Linked DNA regions of Mus musculus: all the other regions are linked to region 1. A link is a contact called in public promoter capture Hi-C data. All regions are on one chromosome and are shown on one strand. The core of a region is the stretch at or near the end of the contact, and the rest is flanking DNA. Distances in the headings are between cores, read along the strand shown. Region 1 holds the start of Map4k1 (mitogen-activated protein kinase kinase kinase kinase 1). Region 2 has its middle 12 kb from the start of Polr2i. Region 3 holds the start of Kmt2b (lysine (K)-specific methyltransferase 2B).

What was found. Promoter capture Hi-C pulls out the DNA fragments that hold promoters and counts their contacts.
Region 2: a promoter capture Hi-C map of liver shows a contact between it and region 1, with 3 times the contacts expected there. The contact joins the enhancer-like site here to the promoter of Map4k1 in region 1. A contact is called at or near these places in 5 of 39 promoter capture datasets (the C10 cell line, hippocampal neurons, liver and 1 more), 2 of 115 datasets of contacts at active chromatin or transcription factors (large pre-B cells and pancreatic cancer cells) and 1 of 9 other capture datasets (liver).
Region 3: a contact with region 1 is called in a promoter capture Hi-C map of cranial neural crest. The contact joins the promoter of Kmt2b here to the promoter of Map4k1 in region 1. A contact is called at or near these places in 2 of 39 promoter capture datasets (the C10 cell line and cranial neural crest).

What each region holds. Positions count from the first base shown.
Region 1 is chr7:28,981,508-28,985,446 of GRCm38.p6, forward strand. Map4k1 (mitogen-activated protein kinase kinase kinase kinase 1) reads left to right here and starts at 1,347. Exons shown (of 32, transcript NM_008279.2): 1 at 1,347-1,547; 2 at 1,708-1,765; 3 at 1,883-1,973; 4 at 2,576-2,640. The coding sequence starts at 1,449. It overlaps Eif3k (eukaryotic translation initiation factor 3, subunit K), which reads right to left and starts at 381. Exons shown (of 8, transcript NM_028659.3): 1 at 167-381. The coding sequence starts at 225.
Region 2 is chr7:30,217,649-30,221,780 of GRCm38.p6, forward strand. No RefSeq gene overlaps it. Among named protein-coding and RNA genes, the nearest start is that of Polr2i, 12 kb to the right of the region's middle. Within about 2 kb of position 1,568, at least 185 of the 459 cell types and tissues checked have an H3K27ac peak or open chromatin away from gene starts, as enhancers often do. A contact at or near this core is called in hippocampal neurons and liver, where this site is marked.
Region 3 is chr7:30,586,923-30,590,637 of GRCm38.p6, forward strand. Kmt2b (lysine (K)-specific methyltransferase 2B) reads right to left here and starts at 1,804. Exons shown (of 37, transcript NM_029274.2): 1 at 1,433-1,804; 2 at 333-405; 3 at 1-107. The coding sequence starts at 1,795. Zbtb32 (zinc finger and BTB domain containing 32) reads right to left here. Exons shown (of 6, transcript NM_021397.2): 4 at 3,711-3,715; 5 at 3,434-3,598; 6 at 2,759-3,285. The coding sequence ends at 3,008. Gm32082 (a long non-coding RNA gene) reads left to right here and starts at 1,857. Exons shown (of 3, transcript XR_003946734.1): 1 at 1,857-2,397; 2 at 2,597-2,683; 3 at 3,292-3,437. It overlaps Mir3569 (microRNA 3569), which reads left to right and starts at 2,458; the gene lies at 2,458-2,515.

The sequences.
Region 1 (3,939 bases), core at 97-2,596:
AAAGACACCGGGAGTCTGTGGCAGCAGAAAAGGTAAAGTTGAGGGACGGAGAGAAACTTGGAGAAACTCCATCTCTGGAGGAGCGTGGAGCCCTGGCCACCCCTGGCTGGCTCCCCGTCTTCTCCACCCCGCTTGGCCAGAGAGCGCCCTTCAGCGGAATTCAGACCTGTCGATACCCTTGAGCAACTTGCCCACGTTCGCTCTCATCTGCTCAAACATCGCCATGATCACTGTTGCCTTCGGCAGCCTCAGCTGGAGTCGAACACCAGGCACGGTGCTTAGCACTAGAGGACCGGAAGAGAGGTGTAGGAAGCGGAACCTGCGTCACACCCTCCCTCCAGCTCCTACAAGGAAGGCAAAGGGAAAGGCGCTTTCAGCACCAGCGCCGGTTGTTTTTTTTTTTTTTTTTTTTTGTCTACCACGTGATTTCCTTCCAGCAGTTGTAACTTGCGCATGCGCAATGAGCTCACTTAAAAGAGACCAATAGCGTGAGAAAAGGTTTAGTCTGCCTTACTACGCAGGCGCCAGGAGGCGGGCTAAGCTTTTCCCGGGCCGCGCAAACTTAGTACTTAAGCTTCTGACGCGCGTGCGCTGGAGTTGTACGGGGAAAGGAGACTTTATTTTCTCTACGCATGCGTAGCCTTAAGCGTTTAGCCCCGTGAAGGGTTGCTGTTTCCTTTTCTTTGAGTTTAGTCGGGTGGGAGATGCTCTCTGAAGCCCTTCTTGTCTCCGACTTGGGTGCCTGAGACAGCATCTTGTATGTATCTTCACTTCCTCGCTGGTCCCCACTCGGTTCCGTACTGCTACAGTGCTGTTAGGAGGCCGGGAAGGCAAAAGACACCTGTAGTCTCCATCGGCTCTGCGTAGGGGCTACTAACAAGTGTTCCACGTCTGCCACAGATTCCCTACACGTTTGAAGCGTTGCACAGACATGTGCCATGCGGGCAGGTGCCCTGAGCTCAGCTGTCACTTAAGTCACATGCATGTGTCACGAGTAAACAGGTCTTCTGTGAAACCTAGCCAGCTTTGTGCAGACCTGCAACCTCTGGCTTGATTCCAGATCTTCAAGAACCCAGCAGAGGTTCAACCGTAACCTATGACTCCTCCCAAAATAGAGTGTTGGGGAGAGGGTGCTAGGTCAGCCCCAGGTTGCATTTAAGAACTTTTGCATCTTATTTACATAGTGTCCTTCAGTGGGTAAAGGGGAGTCCCATGGGTCCCAAGGCGATCAAACTCTCAGAACCCAGGGGACGGGGGTGGAGCCCTCTGTGCAGCCCTCTGCACAGCCCTGCAGCTGGGGCAGGAAGCGAGAGTGGGGAGGGGGAAGGCCACAGCCCACAGAGTCAAGGCGGGCCCAGGACTTGTGTGGAGACAGAAGGTAATACCAAAGCTTGAACCCTGAGGCCCTGTTGGCCCCCTGGGCACTGGCCCAGCCCCGGCCTCCAGGAATGGCCCTTGTGGACCCCGACATTTTTAATAAGGACCCTCGAGAACACTATGATCTACTGCAACGACTGGGTGGTGGAACTTATGGAGAAGTATTCAAGGTGAGAAAGCCCTTCTGTCTCCTCCACCACAACCCTGGGATAGTTGGGGAGAGGCTGGCAAGCAGGAGTGTAAGAGAATGCCAGGCCTTGGCCTTGGTTCAGAGATGCTGAGGATGGCAAGCTATGGAGTCTGCCTGATGACCAACTTCCCCTTTACAAGGCTCGCGACAAGGTGTCTAAGGACCTGGTGGCTTTGAAGATGGTGAAGATGGAGCCTGGTGAGAGCACCCCCAGAAACTTCTTCCCCATCCCCGCCCTTTCCTTCCTGGGATACAGGGACATTTCTGTAAGCCCCCGCTTGTAGCCCACCTTCGCTCTCCGGCCCCTCCCCACAGATGATGACGTCGCCACCCTTCAGAAGGAGATTCTCATGCTGAAAACTTGCCGGCACGCCAACATCGTGGCTTACCATGGCAGTTACCTCTGGTGATGTCTTAGCCCATCCCCCAACCCCAGCCCCTTAACTCTGACCAGGTCTCCACTCCTAAACTACCATTTGTGACCCAGATACCCTAACTTGACTTCCAACCTGAGGACTTTCACTTTTAATTGGGGCATCCCAGTCTGATTCCCAATCTGAAATTCTGCCTTTCTTACTGAGTGCCTGCTAATTTTTAAGGGCTAATCTAGAACCCTCCTCGTTGTTGTAATCAAATCTCTCACTAGTCTGCTCCCTGCATCACCCATTTTTATTCTGCTTCTTTAATTTGAGCTCTCAAATTTCTTGGCTCCCAAGATAATATCTCAGCTGCCTCAATAATGGCATCTTTTCCTCAAACCCGGGATTCTTTGTCTTGTCTGCTTCGCCATGGGTTCTCTGCCCTGTCCCCTAAATTACCTTGGGGTGGCAGTGGGGTGCTCTTGGGTTGGAACCCAAAGACCTAAAAATTGCTCTGGAATACACACTTCCTGGCTATCCTCAGCCTCTGCTGTCATGGGAACAGGACACTGTGTGGTGGGCGGGGGAGTGAGATAGCCCCGGGAGGTCTCACTACCATTGTAATCCCTGCTCTCTTGACGCCCTATAGGCTGCAGAAGCTGTGGATCTGCATGGAATTCTGTGGAGCTGGTTCTCTCCAGGACATCTACCAAGGTTAGAAGGACAAGGGGACAGAGGCCCCCTTCCACCACCAGTCCACCTCTCCTGTCTCTCTCTGTGCTTGTATCCTGGAAGCTGACTTCCCAGTCTACACCATACCATCAGCCCGTGCACTTGGCTGTTGCTGGGGATCCCATGATGGCCCTGCCCTCCAGCACCTGTGGGTCTTGCCTGTCTTTTCCTGGGCAATAATCCCCTTCACTTCCATGTCTCTATCTTTGTCTGGATGTCTATATTTTCTTGCCAAAAATTATTCCTGGGTTGGGGCAGTTTTGCATTTTCTTTTTTTCTTCTTTTTTGAGATGGGCTTCTCACTATCACCCCTGGTGTTGATATTCAAGGCATTTGCTACCATGCCTGGCCTATTTCTGCATTCTCCAACTCAGATTAGTTGTTCAGATTTTCAGGTAGGCAGTCAGTAAATTTCTGGGTCTAGCCTGCAGTCCACCTTTCAGGGAAATTTGAGGGTAGGAGTCCCATAGGCCTGTCATCCCTTCTGAGTCTCTCTCTCTCTCTTTCACACACACACACACACTTTTTTTTTTTTTTTTTTTTTTTTTTTTTTTTTTTTTTTTGCTATAGTGAGTTTTGAACCTAGAGTCTTACGTTTGCTAGGCAACCACTCTGAGCTGTATCCCTAACACCTACCTCTTTTTTTTTTAATTAATGACTTTATTCTTTGAGGGTTTAATTTAAATTAATTTATCTATTCTTTAAGAATTATAGGTAGACAATGTTTTTTTTTTTTTTTTTTTTTTGAGACAGGGTTTCTCTGTATAGCCCTGGCTGTCCTGGGAACTCACTTTGTAGACCAGGCTGGCTTCGAACTCAGAAATCTGCCTGCCTCTGCCTTCCAAGTGCTGGGATTAAAGGTGTGCGCCACCACGCCCAGCTCTGACAATGTATTCTTAACACATCCCTTCAATTTCTCGTAGATGCTCCCCAGCCCTCTTTTTACTTATTATTTTGTGGCAGGCCGGCCTTGAACTTGCAGTCTCTCTGCCTTAGCCTTTTCAGTAGCTAGTCTTCTAGCTACTGAACGGCCCGTCTTCTGCCACCAGGCCCTACACCTCAGCCTTTTCTACAGTTGTGGTGTTCACCTGTCTTACTCTCTCTAACTCCCCCTACCCACGATTTCAAATTGTCTGAAAAGGTCTCCCTTTAGCTCAGTGGTAGAATGCCTGCCTGGTAGGATGGATCCAGGTTCCAGCTTCCATCCGGGCAACACAGAACCTCCCCCAGAACGGGAAACTGAGGCCGATAGGCAGGAAGTGACTCACCCAGTCATTGTGT
Region 2 (4,132 bases), core at 318-2,817, 1.2 Mb after region 1:
GGGATTGGATATTTGTAGCCTTCAAGAGGGCCTGCACTCATGTGCATACACTTGCATACAGAAACACACACAAACACACCAATAAAAATAATGAAAACACTTTTTAAAATTTTCAACAAAAAACCCAAGAAGGTCTAAAGTTTTGTCTCAGTGGTAGGATGTTTGCCTTGAATGCTCAAGGTCCTGGGTTCAATACTCAGCGTTGTCAAAACAAACAACAAACAAATAAAGCTAAGTAAACACATAAATAAGAGGATCGCCAGTCTGATGCTGGGAGTGTGGCGCTGTGGTGACTGCATGACCAGAATCCATCATGAGAGGATAGGGCGGTGGCTCAGTGGGTGACGGTGAGCTTCATGTACGTGAGGGCCTGCATTGCACCCCCAGCAGTGCCGTTCTCACGCACGAAGTATCTTTTCCATTGTCAGTTTACCACTTGATAACTGGGAGCCTTTGTTTATTTTTATTCATCTTTAGATTTTTTTCTTTTTTTTTGAGATTAATGTATGTTAATAGTTTTGCTTCATTTATGTCTGTGTAGCAAGCTCATGCAGGTAACACCCACCGATACTAGAAGAGGGTGCTAGAGCCCTAGGAACTGGAGTTACAAATGTGTGTGTGTGCACTGGGAATCGAACCTATGTCCTTCAGAAGTATAGTCAGTGCGCTTAATCTCTTAACCACTGAACCATCTCCACAGCTCTAATGGGAGGCTTTTGAAAGTCCTGGAAAGTTTGTGCTGATGTTTGGTAGATCTTGTGTGCAGTGGCTGTGACTTACCTGGAGCCCATACTGTGATTTTGAGTGGTCAGTGCACCAATGGGCAAAACGTGGTCCTCTTCTTCATCGTATGCACGTGCACTCTGAGGTCGGTCAGGCCCTCGGTGCTCCCAGATGAGTTCTCTTGCTGAATGGAGGTTGGCATGTGTTACAGTCTGGACCCTAAGTGTCCCCCCAAAGGCTCACAGTTTGTCTGTGTTGTTATGACAGACGGTGTGTACTGGCTGGTTTTGTGTGTTAACTTGACACAGGCTGGAGTTATCACAGAGAAAGGAGCTTCAGTTGAGGAAATGCCTCCATGAGATCCAACTGTAAGGCATTTTCTCAATTAGTGATCAAGGGGGAAAGGCCCCTTGTGGGTGGTGCCATCCCTGGGCTGGTAGTCTTGGTTCTATAAGAGAGCAGGCTGAGCAAGCCAGGGGAAGCAAGCCAGTAAAGAACATCCCTCCGTGGCTTCTGCATCAGCTCCTGCTTCCTGACCTGCTTGAGTTCCAGTCCTGACTTCCTTTGGTGATCAACAGCAACATGGAAGTGTAAACTGAATAAACCCTTTCCTCCCCAACTTGCTTCTTGGTGCAGGAATCGAAACCCTGACTAAGACACAGTGGAACCTCTAACTGGAAACTAGATGAAGGACAAGAGGGTGTGATGGTGCATGCTTGCAGGGGATGATAGGATCCTAGCCTGTTTCTCGGCTTCCCGGGCTACTGTGAGAGGTGCAGCGTTGCCACAGGCCCTTTGGTGCGGTATTGTATCACCACAGGCTGAGATAGTAAGAGTAAGAAGGTCACATAATCACAGGTGGAAATCCCTGCGACCGTGAGCCTTTCCACTTCTGCCCTACTTGTGATGTGTCAGGTCTAGGACCTCATGACCGCTCAGCAGCTCTGCCTCACTGAGCTGCGCCCAGCCTCCTTCCCTCTGTGCGTGTCTCAGGTAGGGCTGAGGGTTAAAGTGCTTGCCGAGTGGAATTTGCATGCCCACTGAACATCAGGAAGGAGAGAGGTCTCCAGGGCAAGCTTCCCAGCAACACTAGGCAGATCAGTGAGCTCTGGATTTGATTGAGACGCCTGCCTGCATGACGGAGCTGGGGTGGGGGTGGGGTGGGGGTGGGGAAGTAACAGAGCAATTCCTAACGTTAACTTCAGATCTCCACAAGCATGCCTATATACACAGATACACACATACCCATGCGTGTTCACACATGCAAATATGCCAACATACATGAACACACACCAACACACACAAAGGAAAAAATTAACTCAGGTATTTGTCACAATAGAAAGCTGACAAATAAGCTGGTGGGAAAGTTGGGGCAATCCTCTCGCTTGTTGGGTTGAGGGCAGCGGGCAGTGGGCAGCAGGCAGCGGGCTGGGGTGGGAGCGGCAGCATGTTCTATGGATGTATTTCTTGTAATGTTTGATGGCACTCAGTATGTGCAAATCTGCGGGCAGTTTCTGCATGCGGTGTCTCCTGACTGTGTTTGGGGTTGGTGAGTTTCCACGGGTTGAGTGTCCTATCACAGTGAGCCCATCTACTTTGTGGTTAACACCAGCTGTGTGCCCAAGCTCCCCGGCACTTTCCTCCGTTCCTGTAACTTACTGTAGCTGCTCTCAATGTTACTGCTTCCTCCTCCTCCTTCAGAAGTTATAATTAAGCAATTACAACAATTACACCACTTTCCAAAGAGTCGTTCTACCAAGAATCCCTTCACAGAGCTAACGAGGATTATTATTTAACGGGCAGGTCCATGCCCCCGTGACTCACAGTCCGCAGAACACACGGGCTGCGCAGGCATCACACACCCTAGGACACAATGTTCTCGGCCAGGCTATACAATGGTACGTATCTGCTCCAGTGGATACTTTATTTACTTATTTTTCTCTGCTTGGGATGGAACCACATGTTAGGCGAATACTCTTACAACTAAGCAATATTCCAAGCGCTCCTTTACTTTAGTAAGAGAGAGGAATGAGGGCAGGCTGGTGCCACCAGATCTTGTTGGAGGTTGGGTGGGTAGGTTTCGGGGGTTCTCTTGGCTGAAGGATGCTTGTTATTTATTGTAAAGGGGTTAGTTACAATGGTCTTGATCGGGGGTTACACTCAGGGGTTACACTCTTTCCTTTCCTCTATCCTTTTTTTCTTTTATAGGAAGAAAAAGGGGGAGTATAGGGATATTGTATGAATAATAGAGATATGGGTAGATTACTGAATCTATTCTTTTTTTTTTAATTTTATGTACATGAGTACACTGTAGCTGTCTTCAGACACACAGAAGAGGGCATCGGATCCCATTACAGATGGTTGTAAGTCACCATGTGGTTGCTGGGATTTGAACTCAGGAGCTCTGGAAGAGCAGCCAGTGCTCTTAACTGCTGAGCCATCTCTCCAGCCTGAATCTATTCATGTCAAAATTTTATAGCCAATAATCTTACATTGGTACAGATTTTTGTATATTGATACATGTTAAGGTTATGTTTGTTATAACACACTCTGTATATATGCGTTCAACTCTTACTTGAGGTATTGTACATAGATGGTTCTTAATAATGTAATGGAAAGTTCTAGTCCCTTTTAAAGCTATTATTATAAAGTATTCAGGGAAATTAAGAATGCAAATTAAGCTGGTGGTGGCACACGCCTTTAATCCCAGCACTTGGGAGGCAGAGGCAGGCAGATTTCTGAGTTTGAGGCCAGCCTGGTCTACAAAGTGACTTCCAGGACAGCTCCTGATCATGTTAGGTACTAGTCTATCACAAAATATGCTTTTTCAGCTAAACAGATAGTAAATAGCTAAAAAAGAAAGCTTGCTTATTCAGACGTACTAGATAAGTAGATAGTCTCAAAAAACCTAAGACACTTATAGAATATAACGTTAAAGATGCTTTTATATCAGGGCTAGAGAGATGGCTCAGTGGTTAAGAGCACTGACTTCTTCCAGAAGCCTGAGTTCAATTCCCAGCAACCACATGGTGGCTCACAACCATCTGTAATGGGATCTGATGCCTTCTTCTGGAGTGTCTGAAGACAGCTACAGTGTACTCACATAAGTAAATAAATCTTTAAAATATGCCTTTTATCAATTTAAGCCTTTTTTGGAAAACGAGTCAGGTCTGCTCCTCACAGCACCCCCATTTTTACTTCAAAGCAAATGATGAGCATTGAAAAATCTCCTTTGAAGTCTGATTCAAAGGTGGCAAGCTGCCACCGGGCAAAAACTGCCCTGCTTCAACTGCAGACAGAATGTCCAAAATGGACAAACATGGACGCAGGGAAGTTGGCTGTTTTACAAGGACAAGGTAGGCTAGCCCTTCATAATTCCTGCTCCAGACAAATGTCCATCAGATATTCT
Region 3 (3,715 bases), core at 554-3,053, 1.6 Mb after region 1:
ACCCCGTTTCCGAGTAGGGGCCTTTGGGGGGACAGGAGTCACATCTGCTAGGCGAGGAGGAAGGGGGGTCGTCTTATGCTTGCGGCCCCGACCCCGAGGGGCTCGACCTAAAAGGAGAACAGTTGTGGGGAGATGGGTCAAACTGGCCCTTCAGTCTTAAGAAAAGCACCCCAGAAAGACAGGATACTAAGTCTTACTTGTCTGTTTTTCCCCACAGCCCAGGCTACCTTGGACTGAACACAGGACACTCAGTAACTGGTAGAGACTAGCTGAACACAAAGGGCAAGAACCTTCCCGCAACACTAGAGAGGTAGAGTTTCCCCATCACTCACCTCGCTGGGACCGAAGCGCAGAGCGCAGGGAACTGGGGGCCACATCTTCATCTGAATGAAAACCCTGAAACTCCTGATTTAGGGGACCAAGGGTGAAGGGGAGAAACAGCAGTCAGTACCAAAGCCCTGGTTCCATCTGGGCTTCAGGTGTTGCAGATATGATAGTTATCGTCCACCTTAACATACTCCTCCTCATTTACCAAAGAACTTAAAAGACTGAGGCAAGGTCAGAAGGAATAAAGGTACAAGGCGTTCTTGAACCAGACCATTCCAGCACAGCCATCAGTAATTCACTAGCCCAGAAGAAAACACTAGAGGGTCTCCTCGAGTTAAGCAATAGGCATTACAATGAGGGCTAATTCCAACTTAAAACAAAGTAGGTCCTCCATTTACACCCTTGCAGGGCATTCTTAAAAATGGGGAGTGTTTGGGGGAGATGAGAGGTGGAGCAGATGGTTTATCATATTAGAATCCACTCTGAGCCCTCAGAGGACAGCTAGCTCTCCTAAGCAATAGAATCCACACCCTCCTGCCTTCTCCAAAAGGCTGAGAGGGATAAACCATGACTGCACTCACTCCAGATTCAAGACTCAGCATTCATTCTATCCCTCTTCAACCCGCGCCTAAGAAGCCTCCACCACTCTACCTTAGAACCAGAGAGCAACTGGGGCCCTGGTGGAACCAGGGCAGGGATATGTCGCGGATTTTAAGGGCCAAGGAGGCAGCCTGCAAGTAAGAGCCCAGGAGGCTCTCTAGCCTTGGTCAATTAAGGCCACGCTGCTGCTGTCAACCACCGCTGGTCCGGCATGCAATCCCTATGGCCTCTTCACCCACTCCTGTCCTGCTCTGCCATTGCTACCGCGAAAGATCAGCTCAGGACACCAATTGGGCTCCAGGCGTCTAGCTGCAGTCAGGGTTTCTCTGATCACTTTCAAAGGCCCTAGCTACCCAAACGCTCCACGCAGCCTGCTTCCTTCGTGCTTCTTTCCAGGAGCCCCGAGAATCCCACTTGTCCACAACACCCTTCGGAGCTATCCGGAGCCCTGCAAGCCCCTGGCCTCCGCCCTACCCGGCGCTAGAGACACCTCCGACCGCCTCACCTCCTCCTCGGATTCCCCGTCACTGCTCTCTTCCTCCGGCATGCAGCCTCGGTTCGGGCCCCAGCCCCGTCCCCGGCCGCGGCCTCGGCCTCGCTGAACTCGCGCACCAGCCCACAGGCGGCGGAGCCGGCGCAGGCCCCGGCGAAGACCCAGCAAACGGAGCAGGGCCGTGTCCTCCCCGGGCTCGGCTCCTCCCGGCCCCGCCGCGCCGCCACCGCGCCGCAGGGCTACCCGCACTCTTTCGGCTCCGTTGCCTCGGCCGCCGCGGCCCCCGCCCCCGCCGGAACCCCGCGGCCGGCCCGGGAAGCGGCCCCGTGCGGAGCCAGGCCCGGGGCAACTGCCGCCGCCCGCCGCCGCCGCCATCTTGGCACCGTGAGAGGGGCCGGGGAGGCGGGGGGAGGGGCAGCCCGTGCGCAGGGCCGGGGGGGAGGGGAGAGGAGGGGAGGAGGGGCAAAGCGGGGCGGCTGCGGCTCACGACAACAACCAGCGCCGCTGTGGGGCGGGCAGGAGCCGGGGGCTGGGCTGGCCACGCGCGGGGCACCACGGGAGCAGGAGTCCTGGGCCGGTCGGCCGTCACCCTCCAGCCGCACCTGAAGAGCGGACCCCGCGTCGCGGCCTGAGAGCGGGAGGCGCAAGGTCTTCTGGGGAATGTAGTCCAGTCGCCTTGCTCCTTCCGCCGACAGCTGGGGCGCGAGAACTGGGAATACCGGGTTGGCGACAGAGACCAGGAGAACCAGTTCCTGGTCTCCAGGAGGTGTGGTTCCCGGCTCAGACTCCTCCCATTGTTCTAGTCGGAACTAGCGACCTGCATGGACTACCATTCCCAGGGTCCTTCCCAGGGTACCGTTGGCTTCGGACCCTGGGAACCCGACGGACACACAGTAGACGAAGTTAGCTATTGCGCTAGGCGTTGGCTGAGGGGAGGGCGGCGGCGCTGGATTAGTCTCACTTCCAGGCGCAACCCGGTAGCCGCATTGCCCGGCGCGGAGGGGAGATGCTGGAGAGGCTAGTCTTCCGTCCCTTACTCGGAGGAGAGCAGACCGGTGGTCGAAATCCGGACCTCAGTCTGCGCTCCTCTCCAGCCCTAGACTACGCGCGCGGTAGATTGCTGTGGGAGGAACCAGAGTCTTGGGGCGCCTCAAAGCCACCTTTCCTCTCCCGCAGGGTCTGGAGCGCCTTTGCCGCGTGCTGCCCTCGGGAATTATACGAAGCCCCCCGGAAGGAGAAGTGTGACCCTCTGTTTATTGAATGGTGAATGGCCAGCAGGGGCCGCTACAGGGCAAGGGTGGAAACCCCCTAGCACAGAGGAAAAGTCTGGACTCGTCCTGACTGGAGCACAGGAAACTTTATTATAGTGATGAAATTGACAGTCCCCAGTTAATCTTCACCGAGTTAATTGTCCTTTAACTCGGGCTCGCCAGGCCGAGGCTTCTGCAACTCGCTTGTCCCGGAAGGGTTCGTAGCTCCTGTCTCGCAGTTCTTCTGTGGTTAAATTTGCCAGGCCGCCCTAGCTGAGCCCTTCTGCCTTTCATTCTTTGGACTCTTTGTCAAGCCAGAGAAGCTACCAACACCCGGTCAGGTGGCAGCAGAGGAGGTAGGACTACCGGGAGAGCTGGAGGCCCGGGTCGGCCTCGAGGAAGAGTAGAGGAAGGTGGAGCGTATGGTCCATCCAGGCGGCAGCCGGCTGGGCGAGTGGCCACGCATGTGCGCCTGCATGGAGGCCAGGCTAGGGCAGCCAGCCCTGCACAGAGGGCATCGATAGGGAGCAGCCCCATGTGTCCTCAGGTGCTTGGTCATGGCAGAGAAATCCCGGGAGCGCTGAGGACAGAGGCTACAGGAGAAGGGCTTCTCTCCTACAGGTGGAGGAGAAAGCCAGAGAAGGAAGAAATGGGCGAAGGCTCTCCAAGCTAGGGGTGCGTCGAGCAATAGGGCAAGGGAGGAGCTGGCAGGCCGGCGATGGAAACGAAAAAGATAAATTCACACTGGGCAGGATGCCCATACCTGTGTGGACTCGGTAATGTGTCTCCATCTGATGCTTGAGTGAAAACCTCTTTCCACACACAGAGCAAGAATAGGGCCGAGAGCGAGCAGGAGAGGGTAAAGGAGGGTGTTGGTGAGATGGGCAGTTCAGTGTGCGCTCCTGACTCACACAGGTTGCCAGTGTGCCTGTGTGGACAGAGAAATGGCGTGACCCAGACAGAATCCCTGAGGCCGAATCAATACAATGTCTAAACGATTTGGTGAGGAGAGGGGAGGCGGCAGCTCTCACCCTACTTACCTGTG